3 separate regions of the Rattus norvegicus genome follow, and regions 1 and 2 are each linked to region 3. Evidence: chromatin contacts called from public Hi-C data. All regions are on one chromosome and are shown on one strand. Each heading gives the region's core, a stretch centred on a gene start, on an enhancer-like site or on the middle of the called end of the contact. The rest is flanking DNA. Distances are from core to core; before and after follow the strand shown.

Evidence for each region. Hi-C and Micro-C count contacts between places; a contact is called where the count stands out from the background.
Region 1: a Hi-C map of Schwann cells shows a contact between it and region 3, with 4 times the contacts expected there. The contact joins the enhancer-like site here to the promoter of Sdad1 in region 3. A contact is called at or near these places in 5 of 12 Hi-C or Micro-C datasets (Schwann cells, hepatocytes, kidney and 2 more) and 1 of 1 datasets of contacts at active chromatin or transcription factors (oligodendrocytes).
Region 2: a Hi-C map of liver shows a contact between it and region 3, with 3 times the contacts expected there. The contact joins the enhancer-like site here to the promoter of Sdad1 in region 3. A contact is called at or near these places in 10 of 12 Hi-C or Micro-C datasets (the A7r5 cell line, the Rat2 cell line, hepatocytes and 5 more).

Annotation. Positions count from the first base shown.
Region 1 is chr14:15,936,912-15,939,879 of GRCr8, reverse strand. The region is part of intron 3 of Art3 (ADP-ribosyltransferase 3); the gene reads left to right. Among named protein-coding and RNA genes, the nearest start is that of Cxcl11, 35 kb to the left of the region's middle. Within about 2 kb of position 1,654, at least 29 of the 93 cell types and tissues checked have an H3K27ac peak or open chromatin away from gene starts, as enhancers often do. A contact at or near this core is called in Schwann cells, where this site is marked.
Region 2 is chr14:15,958,604-15,961,726 of GRCr8, reverse strand. The region is part of intron 1 of Art3 (ADP-ribosyltransferase 3); the gene reads left to right. Among named protein-coding and RNA genes, the nearest start is that of Cxcl11, 14 kb to the left of the region's middle. Within about 2 kb of position 1,751, at least 9 of the 93 cell types and tissues checked have an H3K27ac peak or open chromatin away from gene starts, as enhancers often do. A contact at or near this core is called in liver, where this site is marked.
Region 3 is chr14:16,024,197-16,027,308 of GRCr8, reverse strand. Sdad1 (SDA1 domain containing 1) reads right to left here and starts at 1,522. Exons shown (of 21, transcript NM_001006958.2): 1 at 1,362-1,522. The coding sequence starts at 1,451.

The sequences.
Region 1 (2,968 bases), core at 405-2,904, 88 kb after region 3:
GTATACCAAGAGTTTAAAAATAATAATAATGATAATAATAATAATAGAATAATGATAACAGTATGCTCTACTAGAAATTCTGTGAATGCCATCTCTCTCTCCCCTCCCCCTCCCTCCCCCTCCCTCCCTCTTCTTCTCTCTCTCTCTCTCTCTCTCTCTCTCTCTCTCTCTCTCTCTCTCAGGAATATTTATTTGTAGCCTTCATATGACCACTGGGTAACAGTTAAACTGTGTAAAAGAGGAAACGTAGAGATGACCAAACACTATAAGCCACGGTCTCCTTCCTCCCCACTGAGTGTGTTTAACTTCTCTAGACCACACAGTCAGAAGCCCAGTCGCAGCTGGACTGTAGAAATCATACCTATTTTGGTGCCCCTGATGCATTCAGGCAAATACCATCTATGGAGGTCCTGGTTATATAAAAGCTCTGGCTACCAACCATGTTTCAGTAACTAGTGTCTGGATGATGGGCTGCAGTGGGCAGCGAAACCCACAGATCTCAAGTCTGGGAGTGGGATAATGATAAAACAAGGGATACAACGACAGGTGAGCTAGCGGACTGATTCTGAGTGAGCCAGGGGCTCGAGACATTCATGGCACATCATAAGCCTGTGTAAAAGGGAAATGAGGAAGAGGGTGGGATGTGGGGATGGGGTATTTCACAGGCTAATGTTCAGCTCAGCCACAAAGGTGTGGGGGCCGGGGGAAGGGGGAGGTGCTGGCTCCCATAAACCACGTGTTTGTAGAGCACTGTCCAAGGAGGCACTCAAGGCTTGACCTAAACTGGCGTCCTCTGCTGCCATCTAGAGATAATCCATGGGAATGCACAGTCAGAGGCTTCCTAAGGCCAGCGGTAGGCATGACTGAGTGGTAAAACACTTGTAGGGGCGGGCCCTTGGGGTCAGTCCTCCAGCACTGGAAAACAAACAAACAAAAGCAACAACAACAAACACTACAGTTCTGGAGGGGGAAAAGGCAATGTTTCTAAGAGGTATGGACATTTACTAGACTTAGCATGCTAGACACAGTCCTGCTAAGATTTCTAACATAAAAACCCAGTGTGGATCTTACAAAACCTGGCTAGCTAAAAGCAAGCCAACAAGAAACCAGTTCCATTTGTTAGGACATGGAGGGACTAATTCCTGGTTAGTCTTGCTACAAGCCCAAGACCATAAAGGGAAAGAGTAAATGCCTTTTCCTTCGTCTGAAGAGGCTAGAGCAGGTCAACCAACGTAGTTATTTCTCTGGAGAACCTGATAAAGCTGGATGTCAGCTGTGTAATCAGACGAAACTCCTTATCACTAAAAGTGACCCCGCTGGAGAACTGGATTCGGAGAGCTGTGGATCAGGCATGCATCCCTAAGGGAAGGCCGAGCTGTAGGATGCCTTATGGCCCAGCAGTGCAAATACAGCAGTCTACAGAGGAAGACTTACAAACAGAAACAGGGTGCGCGCCTGAACCCTACGCCTTAACGAGTAGTCTGGGCGCAGCTGGCTGCTTCAGTCATGATCCTGTCCAGTGGGGCCGTCTGAATGATGCTTCCCAGAGTCAGGGAAGCCAGAGATACTAACTGTTCCCTAGTTGAAAGCAGGCCTTGTTAGGCAAGAGGAGCTTCTGCGCTCTGGTAGCTGGTGTAGGCTATTTTTGGACACTGTGGCATGCTGAGCCAGATCCCTGCTAAGCCATTGAAAGGGGAAAAGAGAGTTTATTGAGCTGTCCAGATTTTTTCTTAAACATCCACCCCGAGGCTAAGGATATACAGGCAGAGGGCTTGCCCAGCATACATAAGGCTCTGTACTCCTTCTGTATTCTGAAAACAAACACGATTCCACCCAGACCAGAGTGGTTATTAAATAGGATTTTCACTGTTTCTAATTGCTACGTATGAGCATTTCCTGGGAGTATGGAGGCTCCTGTGTTGTTCGAAACTATCTGAGATCAGTCATCAGTCATGTAGTGAGGAAGGTGGGAAGCAACCCACAGCTCACCGTTATGAGTCCATACCTAGGACAGTTTGGAAGAAGCGACCCCTGTATAACAAGGGTCCTCCCAGACCCTCACCGCCTGGATTTGGTCATCACTGTTGTCTCAGAGTGAAGTGTCAGAGACGAGAGCGAGAAGGGAGTGCACTCTTGGGTGATTGGTATAGGAAGTCGGCTTGGCCTGGTAAGGGTGTGGCCAGGCAGGTCGAGCATCTGCACATTAGGCTGTGGGGCACAGCAGCTGGAGCTCCAAACATGGACTTAAGCTGCTCCTCACAGGTAGAATTTCTTCAGGAAGCCCCAGCTCTCTTCATAGCCCTTGTGTTGATCAAATATGGCTGCACTGGATATATTGGATCTGGTTATATTGGATGGTTTCTTTACTTATAGTAACTGCATAAAGACTTCAGTGTGTCTCTAAAACATGGCCTCATAGCCGTACGCAGGTGAGTATTTTATTGAATAGCTGATCTGGGTCCTAGACAAACCGAAGCTTGACCTTCAACCCGTGTGAGCCACCCTTTGTCACATAACAAAATACTCTAAAACGGGCTCTCAACCTTCCTAACGCTGCGATCCTTCAATGCAGTTCTCACACTGTGGTGACCCCACAACTATAAAATTATTTTTGTTGCTACTTCACAAGTATAATTTTTCTACTGTTATACACCATAATGTAAATGTCTGTGTTTTCTGATGATCTTAAGACACCCCTGTGAAAGGGTCCGTCTGTCCCCAAGTTGTCACGGCTGAGAACTGCTGCTCTAAAACGTAGTAGCTTACGACACATGTCTAAGCTTGAAGTGCTGTGGGTGGACTGTCCAGGGGCCAGCTTGTCTCTGTTCTTTGAGGAAGCCATCTCTTAGCACTTTTAGTCAGGTTTGGCTGGAAGGGATCTGTCTGTTAGCTCACTTGCGTGGCTATGGGTGGGACACAGTATTGGTTAACTTACAGTCAGTCAACTAAGGCACAGTTGCTTAGCTGC
Region 2 (3,123 bases), core at 502-3,001, 66 kb after region 3:
TCACCTCTCCCTCTCCCTCTCCCTCTCCCTCTCCCTCTCCCTCTCCCTCTCCCTCTCCCTCTCCCTCTCCCTCTCCCTCTCTCACATCCATAGTACAGTGAGGGGACCCACTGTCCCTACTTGATGTGTGTGTGTACAGGAGAAAGACCCATGTACAACGCCGCACATGGCTAGAAAACAGCTGGGCTGGAATCTGCACTTGGCCATTTTTGTTTTTTGTTTTTTGTTTGTTTCAGTTTAGTGCTCCAGCTGCTTAGTTTTAAAACACACACAGCGAAACAGGGACATAATAGTAAGGCATAGAGTTGATATACTCTAAAACATTTGAAAATACAGTAAAATCAACACTTGCTGTCACTTTTAAGAGAGCTTCGATGTCCCTGAATGCCTTTTGTCACGTGCGTGTGTATGGTCTAGCTAGTGTGTTACTCTAAGAATTAGGTAGATGGAAAGTTGGTAGAATGCATACATTAGCACTTAGAGACTTGATAACCGTCACAATTTTAGGAATCAGTCACTGCGGATTCATGCATAGGCTCAGACATATTCATCTCGATCTTTCTGTTTTCTTGGGGCAAAAATACCCTAATCACTTAGAAGGTGAGAAAAGTAAAAGAGATTTCCCATCTATTTATACGCAGAGCAGAGCGCGGGACAGTCCCGGCCACTGCAGAACCCGTATGTTGCTATAGTTACGGCTTTTTCTCCCTGGGTGTTGAGTTAAATTTTTAAAGAGAAGCGACTTGTGGCTTTGCTTTGTTTTTTGTTGTTTTTGTGTGTTTTTAGTTTGTGGAGAGGGTGGGGTATCGTAGCACACACTTGCTTAAGAAGTAACAGAGGTCCTGGCTCTTTTAGTTTGATCCTTCCGTCCCCTCCTCCTTTCTCTCTTTTTCTTATCATAGTCCTGACTGTGCCTCATACTCATAATCCTCCTGCCTCAGCCTCCGTGGCTGTCCTGGCATTCACCAGGCTGGCCTCGAACTCACAGAGACTTGCTGAATGTTGGGATTAACATGCAACCCCACTCCTGGTCTGCAGTTTTGTTGTTGTTTCTTAACACCTACAAATGTTTTTAAGGTTGTTTCTTGGCCTTAACATTAAAAGAGTATCACCTGAGCCTTTCTTGTATTTTCTAAGTACAAACCTGGAAGTGGCTTTTTGTCTATCTGTTCTCAGTTTGCTTTCCCATGTGCAGAGATCTCAGAAGAAAAAGATGTGCCATCCTTTGTCTACCACTGAGCTGTCTAACTGTGTGTTCAGGCCGCTTCAGATTGTATGGGCAGCTAAGTCAAAGAACTAAGTGACTTAACAACGTAGAAAAGGAAATAGCAACGTTGAGTAGTTAAGGGTTGAAGTTTAGTTCAGAGAAAACACAGGCGATTGCGTAAGACTCAGCTCTGAAGTTTGCACTTGCTTGACAAAGAAATGAGGCCTACAGAGCTAATTAGATACATCTCACTAGCACAAAAGGGCGGAGGGACTGTGGGTGCAGTCAGGTGCAAGAAATCTTAAGTTGGGAGTCAGTCCTTAAGGAATTAGAACTTGGTTTCCTATAGATGCTAAAATGGTGACAGTTCACTTTGTGAGGTCCTTTAAATCAGGAGCCAAGTCTGTTGTCAGTCTTCCCCCTCATTTACCCTGTGTGAAATAAAATGGAAAAGGGAGGCAAAGAAGGAGGGGGGAGAGGGAGGGGCAGGGAGAGGGGAAAGGGGGGGGGCAGGCAAGTATTGGTCCTAAGCCAGTGCTCCCAGACCCAGGCTGGTCACCGTCTGCCACCCTCACACACAGGGATTGTCCCTGCCTGCTAGATTTACTTCCTCTCTTCTAAAAGTTAAGGTTTCCTGTTTCAGAGGGGAACACAGTTCTAAAAAGCAGTAAGTTATCTTTAGTTTTCTTTTAAGTTTGGCCGACGTTCCCACAAGTTACTTCTTGGGGGTTTCCAGCTTTGGGGACAGAGGCAGTAATTGCCCATTTGATTACAACACCACCGAAGTGCAGGGAAGAGCTCAGTCTTTCCTTCAGGCTGTGCAATGGTTCACTTATTTAATAGTGCCTTAAAGAAGACAGGGTGCTGGCTGAAAGGGAAAGCTTCTTTCTTTGCCTGGTCAGCTCTTATCTAGAAGGTACCTAGGATAAATTAGGTCCTGCCTCCCCCTGGCTTTGTCCTCGGTCCCTGTCGTTTTCAGACATCTTACAGCTGAACACAAGTTGCCATTTCTTGTTTTCCACCCCATTTTGTACTCTATGGAGAAAGAAATGGTTTTTCAGATAAAAATGGTAAAAGTGGAACCCGATACTGTCATTCACTCCTTCAATCCTAGCACTCTCTGAACTTGAGGCTAGCCTGGTCTAAAGAGTAAGTTCCAGGACAGCCAGGGCTATACAGAAAAACGATGTCTTAAAAACGAACAAACAAAAAGCAAGAAAAAGGCTGAACTGAAGAAGACAACAGAAGAGACTGTGGGGATCAAAGAGGAAGGAACCGGCTTGCTTCAGTCTGTGGCCCTGATAGCGCAGGCTTGTGGGGAACCTGCCTCCACATTCTTCCAGTTCGTCCTTCCTTGAGGCATGCGTGGTTATAACTCACCTCTTTCCACGAGATATGGAAGTCTTCATGTGCACAGCGAACCCCGTTGTACATCCATCCACATTTTCCTGTGAGAGACCCACTGGAAGAGCGGTTCAGAATTTCTCTGTGAACTAAGGACTTTCCAGCTCTTCATGGTATGCATATTGTAACTTACAGCCACATGCGGTGGATGGACAAGGGCTTACGGACCTGAGGCTTACCTGGAAGATAGTGTCTAGCAGGGAAGCCTGGACTTCCTGTGGTAGGCCACGCCCAGATGGCATTCCAAAAACCGCATAAACGACCCAGGAAGCCCTGGCAGGAACAGGCCTCGGCATCTGACACCTCCTGCACTCCACTCACTGCCTGGCCTGCCCACAGCACTGAATAAAAGAACCATAGTATCCTAGGCACGGTGAAGCAGGAGGAGTTTCAAACAAACAAACAACAAACCCCAAACAGAAAAGAAGCTAGAAAGGAATCTCAGGTGGGGAAGGGCTTGCCTTGCATAAAGGAATCCCTGGGTTTGATCCACAGGACTGCATAAAGCAGGC
Region 3 (3,112 bases), core at 273-2,772:
CATTCGTGTTTACTGGTGCACTGACCACGACAGCAAAGAAACAGAGCCAGCCTCTATGTCCATCAACAGAAGAACATGTAATTTAAATGTGGTGCATATATTTATTTGTTCCAGTCATGAGCTGAAACCACGACAATGGGAGGAGGTCATTATGTTGAGAGATTAAGCTGGAGGGCTTAATTAGGGCTGGAGAGACGGCTCATGGTTAAGAGCACTGGCTGCTCTCTTCAATGTGTCTGAAGACAGCTACAGTGTTCGTATATATAATAAATAAATAAGTCTTTAAAAGAAAGAATGCGAATTAAAAGAAAAGAAATTAAGCCAGATTCAGAGAGGTAGCCCATTTCCTCTCAACAGCAGAAGTCAGACTTAAATGTATGTTTGTGAAATTATAAAGGGGAATATAGGAAGGGATTCTTTTTTAATGTGTACTGAGTGTTTACCTACTTATATGTATGTGTACACATATGCCCAGTGTTCAGAAGCCAGAAGACTGGTGTAGGATCCCCTGAAACTAGAGCAACAGATGGTTATAGGTACCGAACCTGGGTCCTCTGGAAAAACAGCCAGTGCTCCTAACCATTGAGCCAACTGTCAAACCCAGGAAGAAGAGATCTTAAAGGCTGCAGGGAACTGAAATATATGAGACGTGGATACAGAGGTGGGGGCTGTGTGGGGACAGGAAAGGGATCAGTGAGGGAGGGAGCCAGGGAGGATTGGGAAGGGAGGTGTAGAAGGGGACAAGAGCAAAGACAAAGGCGTGTATTAACCCATCTACCAGGTTAAGAGTACAAAGTTGCCGCTTACATTTCGTGGTTCTTGTTAGTTCACACACTTGGGAGTGTGCCAAGTCCCTCACAAACTGGGCCTAATAGAATTTTCGACCGCCCTTTTCCCTCAAAGCATCTTCTCAAACCTAGCTCAGGCTGGCTCCCAATGAGTTTGAACCGTGGCTTAACTACATCTTCTAAACTCCTGACTGTGGCCCTGGCATTTGAGAACTCCTTGCTCTTCTTGGCAGAGCTTGGGGTACTCGGGAGCGGCCATCTGTGGAAAACACTTTTTAACACACGACTCATCACTGTATGTTAAGGGCTAATTGGAGTTTTAGATTCGAGGCCGCCGACGGCTGGGGGCAGCCTCTCCACCCGTCTCCACGTCCGGGAGGCGGGCGGATAAACCCGGAGGCAACAGGTTTTAGAGTGTGTTTCAGTGTTGGTGGGGTCAGTGTTGGCAGGGAAGCATATTTACAAGTGGTGGGAAACAAGTCCTTAGGAACGTTCCTTCCCAATACCCCGTCTCCTCCCGTGAGCCCCCGGAAGCTCACGGGAGCATCCCGGTGAGCCGGCTCCCTGTCCCACCTCCTCGACATAGGCCGGCGGGTCCCGCTTGATCAGGTTCTGTAACTGCGGCAGGTTGCTGGGCAGCTTGTTGTTGTTCCTCCCGGACATGGTGGCTGTAGATAGGCTCCCTGGCGAGCAGTTCTTGGAAAACGTAGGCCTCTGTCAGTCTCAGCCTGGTGCCCGCGGCTGCTTAGACTCGTGTTTCCTAGGGTACCCGGAAACAGCACGTGGGACACTCCGCCAGCGGAACCGAGCGACGGAAGTCACAGAGGATCAAACTTCTCCACCCTGCTGCAATGCTTTGTAGGAGTCTGCACGCTATCGCCCCCTGCCGTTGGGCAACCGCTACTACTATCACCAAACTGAAATTTAAAGCGCTCTCTCTCTCTCTCTCTCTCTCTCTCTCTCTCTCTCTCTCTCTCTCTCTCTCTCTCTCTCTCTCTCTCTCTCTCTCTCTCTCTCTCTCTCTCCACCTCTCTGTTTTTCTTCCACCTACTTGAACAGGTTTCATTATCTCAACATTCTTTTCCATTGAAAACAATTTCTATACAATATATTTGATCATGTTTTTTTCCTTCTCCAAATCCTCCCAGATCTCCCCACATTGGGAGCTAAGGCAGGAGGATTATATGTTTGGAGCAAGCCTGAGGCTTACTCCATCTCAAGAAAAACAACAGAAATTAAGCAAGGACCTGGGAACTGGTTCAGGTGTCCGATCTCATAGGACACTCTTGGTTTCTTCCCCAGAACCCCATAAACTGGGTGTGTGGGCTCATGCCTGCAACCCGAATACTTAGGGAAGAGGAAGCAGGAGGGTTGAGACTCCAAGGTCATCCTCAGTTACACAGGGAATTTGAGAGAAGCCAGGGATACGTGAGACACTATATTATAAAATGAGGATCAGGGACTAGCGATGGCTCAGCAACTAAGATCTAGCACTGCTGTTGGAGCAGACCCAGGCTCAGTTTGCAACCTGCAGTGGCTCTCAACCATCTCTAGGAACGTGTGAGAAAACGTGTGCTCTTAGCAGGTAGCTGTGCTCACAGTACACATATCCACACAGAGATGCACACACATAACTAAAGTTCGAAGAAAAATCCATGAGGAATATGCCTAGAAAGAGCTGGGGTGAAGGTTAAATTGATTTTCTTTGTTGTTACTGCTGCCGTTGGGACAGGGTTTCTCTGTGTGGTCTTGGCTGTCCTGTAACTCACTCTGTAGACCAGGCTGGCTCCAAACTCAGAGATCCACTTACTTCTGCCTTGGGAATGCTGGGACTTAAAGGCATGTGCCCACTGCCACCCCCAGGCAACTCTTAATTCTAAACACAGATGGGGTAAACAGCTGTGGGATGGTAACTAGTCTTACGCTAACATAGGAATCAAGCTGTTATGATTCTGTGTAACCTAAGCAGTTTCTTAGACCAACTTCATCCAAGGCCACCTGCCACCGTGTTAGAGTCCAAATCAAAAGAAATCTATAGTTATATATGGACAAGACCTGAGGATAGTTAGATCAAGAGTGCTCATGAGGGGGGCTAGTGTTCTACTAGAGGAATACTTCCATATGCAAGTTTCCTAATCTTGATGTTTGCAGCCTAGTGGGTGGTGATTTATCCAGAAATGGAGCCACACACACTTGTTTGTTTGTTTATGTATATTCGTGTTTTTGTCTAACCATAAGTCTGTGCATGTGCACGTACGTGTGTATGCCTGGTGCCCACACAGGCCAGAAGAGGATGTCAGATCCCCTATACTAGAGTTTCAGAT